Linked DNA regions of Zea mays: region 2 is linked to region 1. Evidence: chromatin contacts called from public Hi-C data. All regions are on one chromosome and are shown on one strand. The core of a region is the stretch at or near the end of the contact, and the rest is flanking DNA. Distances in the headings are between cores, read along the strand shown.

What was found. A called contact is a pair of places that touch in the nucleus more often than the background predicts.
Region 2: a contact with region 1 is called in a Hi-C map of leaf mesophyll, with 4 times the contacts expected there. The contact joins the promoter of LOC100191660 here to the enhancer-like site in region 1. A contact is called at or near these places in 4 of 25 Hi-C or Micro-C datasets (bundle sheath, ear, leaf mesophyll and 1 more).

Annotation. Positions count from the first base shown.
Region 1 is chr9:122,213,021-122,216,563 of Zm-B73-REFERENCE-NAM-5.0, forward strand. No RefSeq gene overlaps it. Among protein-coding and RNA genes, the nearest start is that of LOC111590242, 5.2 kb to the left of the region's middle. Within about 2 kb of position 1,766, at least 19 of the 20 cell types and tissues checked have an H3K27ac peak or open chromatin away from gene starts, as enhancers often do. A contact at or near this core is called in bundle sheath, ear, leaf mesophyll and 1 more, where this site is marked.
Region 2 is chr9:122,796,723-122,800,457 of Zm-B73-REFERENCE-NAM-5.0, forward strand. It overlaps LOC100191660, which reads left to right and starts at 2,467. Exons shown (of 12, transcript NM_001359669.1): 1 at 2,467-2,910; 2 at 3,055-3,267. The coding sequence starts at 2,745.

The sequences.
Region 1 (3,543 bases), core at 516-3,015:
TCGCTGCATGCGTTGGACGCGGGCTTGAGGCGCCCTCGATGCCGTGCGGCAATGAGCGGTTTTGGGGGCAACGGGTCGAGGGTGAATGAGACGTGGTGGACGCATGGATTTGGGAATGATCGGCCGGCCGGGGTGGGGTTCTCTCTAGCATGCAGCCATGTGTACGAAGACGCAGGTCGTGTGGATCGATACGATACGACGACGCCATCATCACCCGGCCAGAGTGACCTCGCGCGGGTGGCAAATTGCGATGGCGCCTGTGCTTTGAGCTCCGGAATGATGGCTCGCAGTCGTCGGTGGAAAGCATTGAGAAGCTTGCGTTGGCATTGCCATTGATATGTGGATGATGGATCCCTCGAAGGCCGGGAAAGCAGGCATGGGCCGCTGCACGGACAAGATCGAGTAGCATCGGGGCAGCAGCATGCAGAGCAAGCAAGAAGGCAGAGGCAGGCATCTCGCTCTCCTCCCTGCACGGACAAGAGAATCAACGACCACGACACACGCTTCTGAACTTCTCTCTCTCTCTCTCTGCGGTTGGCATACTGCCAATTAAAAACGAGTTCGAGAGGAATCCGATCTGCATCATCAAGAACTGATCTTACGGGACTAACAAAATGCTGCAGTGAGATTATACACTTGCTAAGCTGTTTCGCTGGCAAGCAATCTTGTCAGATGTTGTCGCCTGAACCTACTGCGCTGTAGTGTACGTGCGTGTAGGCGTAGCGTGTGGTACTATCCCGGAACAAACAAAACGACGGTTTCGCGGGATTTTATAGTTTTCCGAGCTGGCAGGCGTCGCTCACACGTGCGAACCGTCCAATCATTCCTAGTAGTAGCAGTAGTACGCCCTTGCAGTTGCCGTGCCCAGCTGACATTTGCATGCCTAAAATGTGCCTGTTTCTCTGGGTCAGCTGCCGGCCGGCGGCCGCTCATATATGGTCTCGGGGAATCACTCCATATGCGCAAACCCACGAGAATCGTTGATGGCAGAGACCGAGTTTTGTTTCTTCTACACTGAAGAAATGCATAGTAATACGCAGCTATGCCTATGAGTTGAGGCATTTCCTGATCCCAACAGGCAAAAGATTGCAGTTGTACGTATTAGTCTAAACATCGGGATTTAATCCAAATCGAACAGCCCAATATACGTGTGCATTAGTCGCGCTTGCGCCCCGCTCCCGTAACAGTTTGAATTCGAATTCTCTGTTTCCTCGTCTCTGCGCTCTCCCCTCTCGCTCAATTTGTATCAGCGGCAAAAAATGCCTCCATCCACTAGCAAAGTAGCAAGACGAAAAGGGATAGGGCCACAACAACCCAAAAGAGAAGTCTCTTTTGTCGACACATATACAGAGAGAGACACACTAGCAGATTTCACCGACGCGTGCCACATCAAACCGCACGAACTGTACGTCACAGTCGTACTAGATCGTAGCTAGAAAAAAAGAAAAGAAAAGAAAGAGGAGGCACTCACTGATCAACGCTGCAGATCCATTCCTGTACCACGCCTCCTCTAACAAAGAGCAGGAACCATAAAAAAGAGCAAATAAAGGAAGGAAGGAAGGCTGAAAAAGAGACAAAACCAGCAGCGAGGAGTGGTGGGGGATGGATTCTGGGAGGAGGGCAGCACAGCAGAGAGGGAGGCATGCATTGCAAGTGCTCCCAATCCGAATGATCGATCATTCCTGCCGTGCAATACCAGAGCTACTTCCGTCACGGGCGACTACTGTAACTGGCATCCTGGACCCGTAAGGCTGCGCCCACCTGTCAGCGACGGATATTGGTGGTGGGCTAGTCAAGTAAGCTGTAAAGCCAGGGAGACAAGTGCAGTGTAATAGTATTGTCAACGACGCGGCGCCCCACCGACAGGGTCGTGAATATTATTCCTAAACTGCACAAAAAAGAAATTTTAAAAACAAAATATTTTCTAATAACTTTTGTAGACAATAAATTTTGAAAATAGGCATTCTTATTTTAGATTTCTCGCAAGCCAAAAATAAAAAAAATAAAATAACTCTCTGAAATATAAAAAAAGAATTAAAGAATAAAATATATATAAAAAAATGTTTATATAAATAAATCCCTAACGGGGCGTTTGGATCCCTTCATTTTAGAGGAATTGGAATTCACTCAATAGAGTAACTTATTTAGTTTGGAATTTGACATTCCACTACTTTCCAAAGTTCATATATAAGCCTATCTCAAATTCATGGGGTAGGGGATGAGAAATTATTTTATGCATTAGTAGAATTTGTTTCTACTCTGTAACTTACATGATACTCTTCGTCTCACTCCTCTATAGTAAAAATGTAGCACATAAATATCTCTGACATCTTGCTAATAATAGCATATAAATATATTTTATATAAAACTGAATTATCTTAATTGATATATGTCTAAATTATTATTATTACAATGAAATTCAATTCTAGTGATCCAAACGTGCGTAAATGATAATGTAGAATTTAGAAAGACTTTGCAAACATTCTAATAACACCCGAAGAGGAGGCAACCGTCTGCGGCCACCATCACCACTCCACCAGTCAGTCCATCACCGCCCAGCGCCCCAGCCCCAAAAGCCCAAACCCGGAGTTGCCGCGGCGACGGCCAATGGCGACGGCGTGGGTGCGCTCGCTCAGCTGCAGGTCCTCCTACGCCATGACCGACGCCGCCATCGCGCCGTCCCCGGCCAAGAAGCCCCCGCCGCCGCCGCCACTCCCCTTCCCCTGCGCCACTGCGGCGGCAGCGGACGTGATGGATGCCGTGGCCTACGCCCAGCGGGCCCGGAGGAAGAAGATGGAGGGGCAGAGGTTAGCGCGGGAGCCGCGCCCGCGGCCCAAGAAGAAGCCCAAGCCGATGGCGAACGACGCGGGCGCCGAGGCGCTGTCCACGCCGTCGCCGGCGCCCGTAAGCTCGGCGTTCCTCACGATGGCGGAGCTGCCGGAGGGCCACTCGTCGCGGCGGGTCGTGGAGCTGATCTTCGCGTCCGGATGGGGAGGCGCGGGGTCCCCGGAGCTGTCTCCGTCGCCGCCGCCGTCGGTGGAGGCGCTGTTCCGCGTCCGCAGCGCGCCGCGCGCGGTGGCGCGGTTCGAGGAGGCGAGGGCGGCGGCGGCCCGCGCGCGCGGCGCCGCGGCGCGGTGCGGCGCCGACGGCAATGAGATGATGCGGTTCCAGTGCCGCGCCCCCGGTCCCGGCGGCGTGTTCGGCGCGGGCGTCGCCACCTGCCGCCTCGGCGCGTCGGCCTCGGCCGTGCGCACGTTTGCCTGCAGCGGCGCCGCGCACGCCAGCGCCGCCGCCGCCGCCGCCGCGGTGGGGCGACGGGCGATGCTGGTGTGCCGCGTCATCGCCGGCCGCGTCTGCCCCGCCAACTACCCGCGCCACGGCCAAGGCCAAAGCTCCGCCGCGGCCGCGTACGACTCCGTGGACATGGGCGACGGCGAGCTGGTGGTCCTCGACAGCCGCGCCGTGCTCCCCTGCTTCCTCATCATCTACAAGGTCTAGGCGCCGCCGAGCCGACTCGGGACGTGGCTGGAGCACTGACCGACC
Region 2 (3,735 bases), core at 1,217-3,716, 580 kb after region 1:
CCTCCAGTCCTCCTCGCTCGCGCGGCTGCCGACAGGCCGCCCGTGCAGTGCAGCGAGCCGCCGGATCCCCGACCCGACGGGAGGCTCGATCGCGCTCTGCTTTGGACCGCTACGATCGGCCAGCTGGGCTCCAAAAGGCACTCCAGAACCTGGCCCGCCTTACGGGACCGATCTGGACCACCGTGCCGTGCCCACGCGCGCCCCACCGCCACCAGCCACCGATCCAAAACGACGGCGCAGGAGCGCCCGGGCGTCACACTCGCATCAAGGGCTTGCCCTCGCATGTGAGTGCTGCTAGCCGATGCCTGCCTCTGCCTCTTTGTCTTGTCTCCGCGGGCCCGATCAACACAGCACAGGACAGGAGTGCCGGATGAGCTGGTGCTGTAGCAGCTGCCTGCCATCGTCGACGCCGAGTGACAAAGCTCTAGTAGCCAATTGGTCCATGTGATGTGAGCAATCAAGGAACAAAAAAAACCTATCCTATCACCGGCCGGCCCCGCGCCGTAGCCCTCCACACGGCATGCGAACGCGATGCGAGTCCGGCTGCTGCCCCTGCCTGCGTTGCCGCGGCCGGCGAAACCCTATCAGTCTCCCTCAGGCGAACAAGTCGCGAGAGCGCGGTCACGTTGGTTGATCTGTGCGTGGCCGCGGACGGCATCGCTGATCGATCCTGTGGTGATGGGAAACGACGACATGTGCCGACCACCTGTTGGGTTTGCCTTCCTTCGTCTGTTAGACGGCTCCTAGATTAATGGGCCTATATGAGTCTTGAGCCATTATACTTCCCTTGTTTCTATTGGCCCATTGCCAGGATTGTTTTGCATATGCAAAACAAGACCAGGATAATATTGTAAGGGCTAGTTTGGGAACCCTATTTATCCACAGATTTTTTATTTTACCAAGGAAAATTAGTTAATTTTTTATTGGAAATTTTGAAATTCCATAGAAAAATTGGGTCGGCAAACTAGTCCTGAAGGAAAAAAAAAAAGGTCAGGCAGGGACGGACCAGGCAGACTCAACACCCATCACCATTATTTGACCGACTGAAGTCCGGTGGAGCCTGCGATTGTGGTGGATGGGACATGTCTTGCCCAAATTGTTGTCCTTGACAATGCATATGACAGTTACTGGGCTCATTCCGTGATGAACGAAAGCAAAGCTCCTATGGAGCTATTTGCTCAGGTACACCTGATTATCTCTTATTGTTGTATCAGATAAATAGTTGTTACTGCTCCATATTTTAGGCGGTCTGTCTCGCTTGCCTGATGAACTTTGCCCGGCAGCCTTCCCTGATCACATGAAACTCTGGCATCCAACGAGTGCTTGATCGGCGTCGTCCACGGCCCAGGCCCACAGCTGCCTCTCGGGCTGTCGTGCTCTCGCGCTGGGCAGACGGAGGACAGGGAAGCCCACGCCCACACGAGAGCATCGCATATAAAACGCTAGTGATGGTCATTATATGAAAACGAACGACCACGTCAATATCTCACAAATTCTCTGCCAAAAACCAATACAATATTACCTTCCCAATTTCACATTAGTTGTTCAGTCTCCGTCTCACTATTTAGACTATGTTTAAAACGTCTAAAGCTAATAGTTAGCCAGCTAATAAATTATTAGCTAGGTTAAGCCATCTAATAAATTAATTGTTAGCTGTGAGTTAGCTAACAATTAGTTCTGGTATTAGTTGATGGTGTTTGGAACACAGCAACTATTTTTTTAGTAGCTAATTATTATTTTTAGAGGTTCCAATCAGGGCCTTAGTTTCAGATTATTTTTTAATAAAAAGTTTCAGATTATTTCTTTTGATCAGATTAATTCACTTGTGGTAATGGATCGTGATCCAATTGTTTCTTCATAATTTATTCTAGCCATTCGTTAACTTTTAGTTCAAAATTGAATAGAAATAGAGCCCGTAGCCAAAAAATCTCGTGACAAAGTACAGATCATCATACACTTGTCTCTCTTCTATTCAATTTTGTAATCTCGCTGGTGTAATTATGTAATATTTTTGTACTCTCTCGCTGTGCTTTTTGGCCCATGTTTGTCTCTCTTCTTTATCAATACAAACAAGTACAATCTCGTGCCCAACTGCCTCAACTGAATCTGGTGCAATTGCCTCAACTGAATCTGGTGCTGGTCTTTACTGAAAGTACGAAACGATGGCTGTTTTGCAATTGCCCCTTCAATAACAACTGCTCCAGTAATTAACTGCGCTGCACCCTGCACTACGAGCTAGAGACATAAAAAGAGAGGAACCTTCCCTCAGTAGTATATATGGAGCAGTAGAGATACAGTATCTTGTGCATGCAGATTACGCCATTGATCTGTCGTCTCTGTCTGCAATGAATATGGTAGGAGTATACTAGTAACCAAACGAACTGGAAGGGAGGCATTAATCCACCAACTGAAAACGTGATCAATCCAACTACCCCGCCGGCCGCGTCGGAGCCGAGGGAGAAGAAAGAAATCAGCTGATCGCTGACACGACGCGACTGATCGTCGTCACGATCTACTGACTGCCGTGCCGCCGCCGCTGCACTCGTGCCGTCGCCACAACGCACCCTTTTTGTTGGCTGCACGCATACGCACACGGCACATACACCCTTCTGTCTGTCCTGTGGCGCCATCCATCCGTTCGTTACAGGTGCGCCGGCCCGGTCTCTCCTCCTCCCAGCCGGCCGGCGGCCTCCGCTTCGCTCGCCCGTCCCTGGGTTCTCGGTTCCGCGGCACCACCGCGTGCCATGGGGCCTCCGCGGGGCTGGACACTGCCTGCCGCCGCCGTTGCCACGGCCGGCGTCGCCTCGGTGGTGGCCACCATCATCTTGTCCGCGGCGGCGGCCGATGTGGTCGAGGAGAGGCTGACGGTGCCCATGACGATCGTCGCTGGCGCAGCGTCGGCGGGGGCAGGCAAGCATGCAAATAAACTCCGTCGTCGTCGCTTGCTTCTTCTTCTTCCTCTTCCCATGGCGACTGACACTGACAGACTGAGCAGCGTACGTATGCCATTCGAGAGAGAGCGCCAGCGTCGTCTAACTTCTTTGTACCCCGCAGTGTGCCTCGACGGGAGCCCGCCGGCGTACCACCTGCACGGCGGCTCCGGCGCGGGCGCGCGGAGCTGGCTGCTCCAGTTCGAGGGCGGCGGCTGGTGCAACGACGTGCGGTCGTGCGCGGAGAGGGCCGGGACGCGCCGGGGATCGACGCGCCTCATGGCAAAGGCCGAGTCCTTCTCCGGCATCCTCAGCAACCGTCCGGCCATGAATCCAGGTATACGTAATTTAGATCGCTGATCGAGGCTCAGTATGCATGCCCTGCACTCCGAATCCCATCCCATGCATTCGTATCTTGGACGTGAGCTCAAACAAACTCTTGTGCAATTAATTCACTCGAGAAGCCAAGCCGTCGTCGGCGCCGGCAGCAAACAGCGTCCCCGTTCACTTCACGTTCCTGGTGGTACACAGCACAGGGCACACAGCCTACTTTTGCGAAAAGGTGACAGCAACATGCATGGCGGTCACAACACAACCGGGTAGGTAGCGCGAACAGTTTTGCTTTAATCTAGGTCCACGTAATTCAAGCTCACGGTCCTACAAAAATCATTTAGCCAACAGTGCTTTGTTTTGTTTCGTTTTGTTTTCCCAACGGACTACCGCATGGCGCATGCATGCCAGGCTGTGGGAGCGTATATATATGCTAGGCAAAGCTACATGGTAGTACATCTGCATTCTGCTTAAA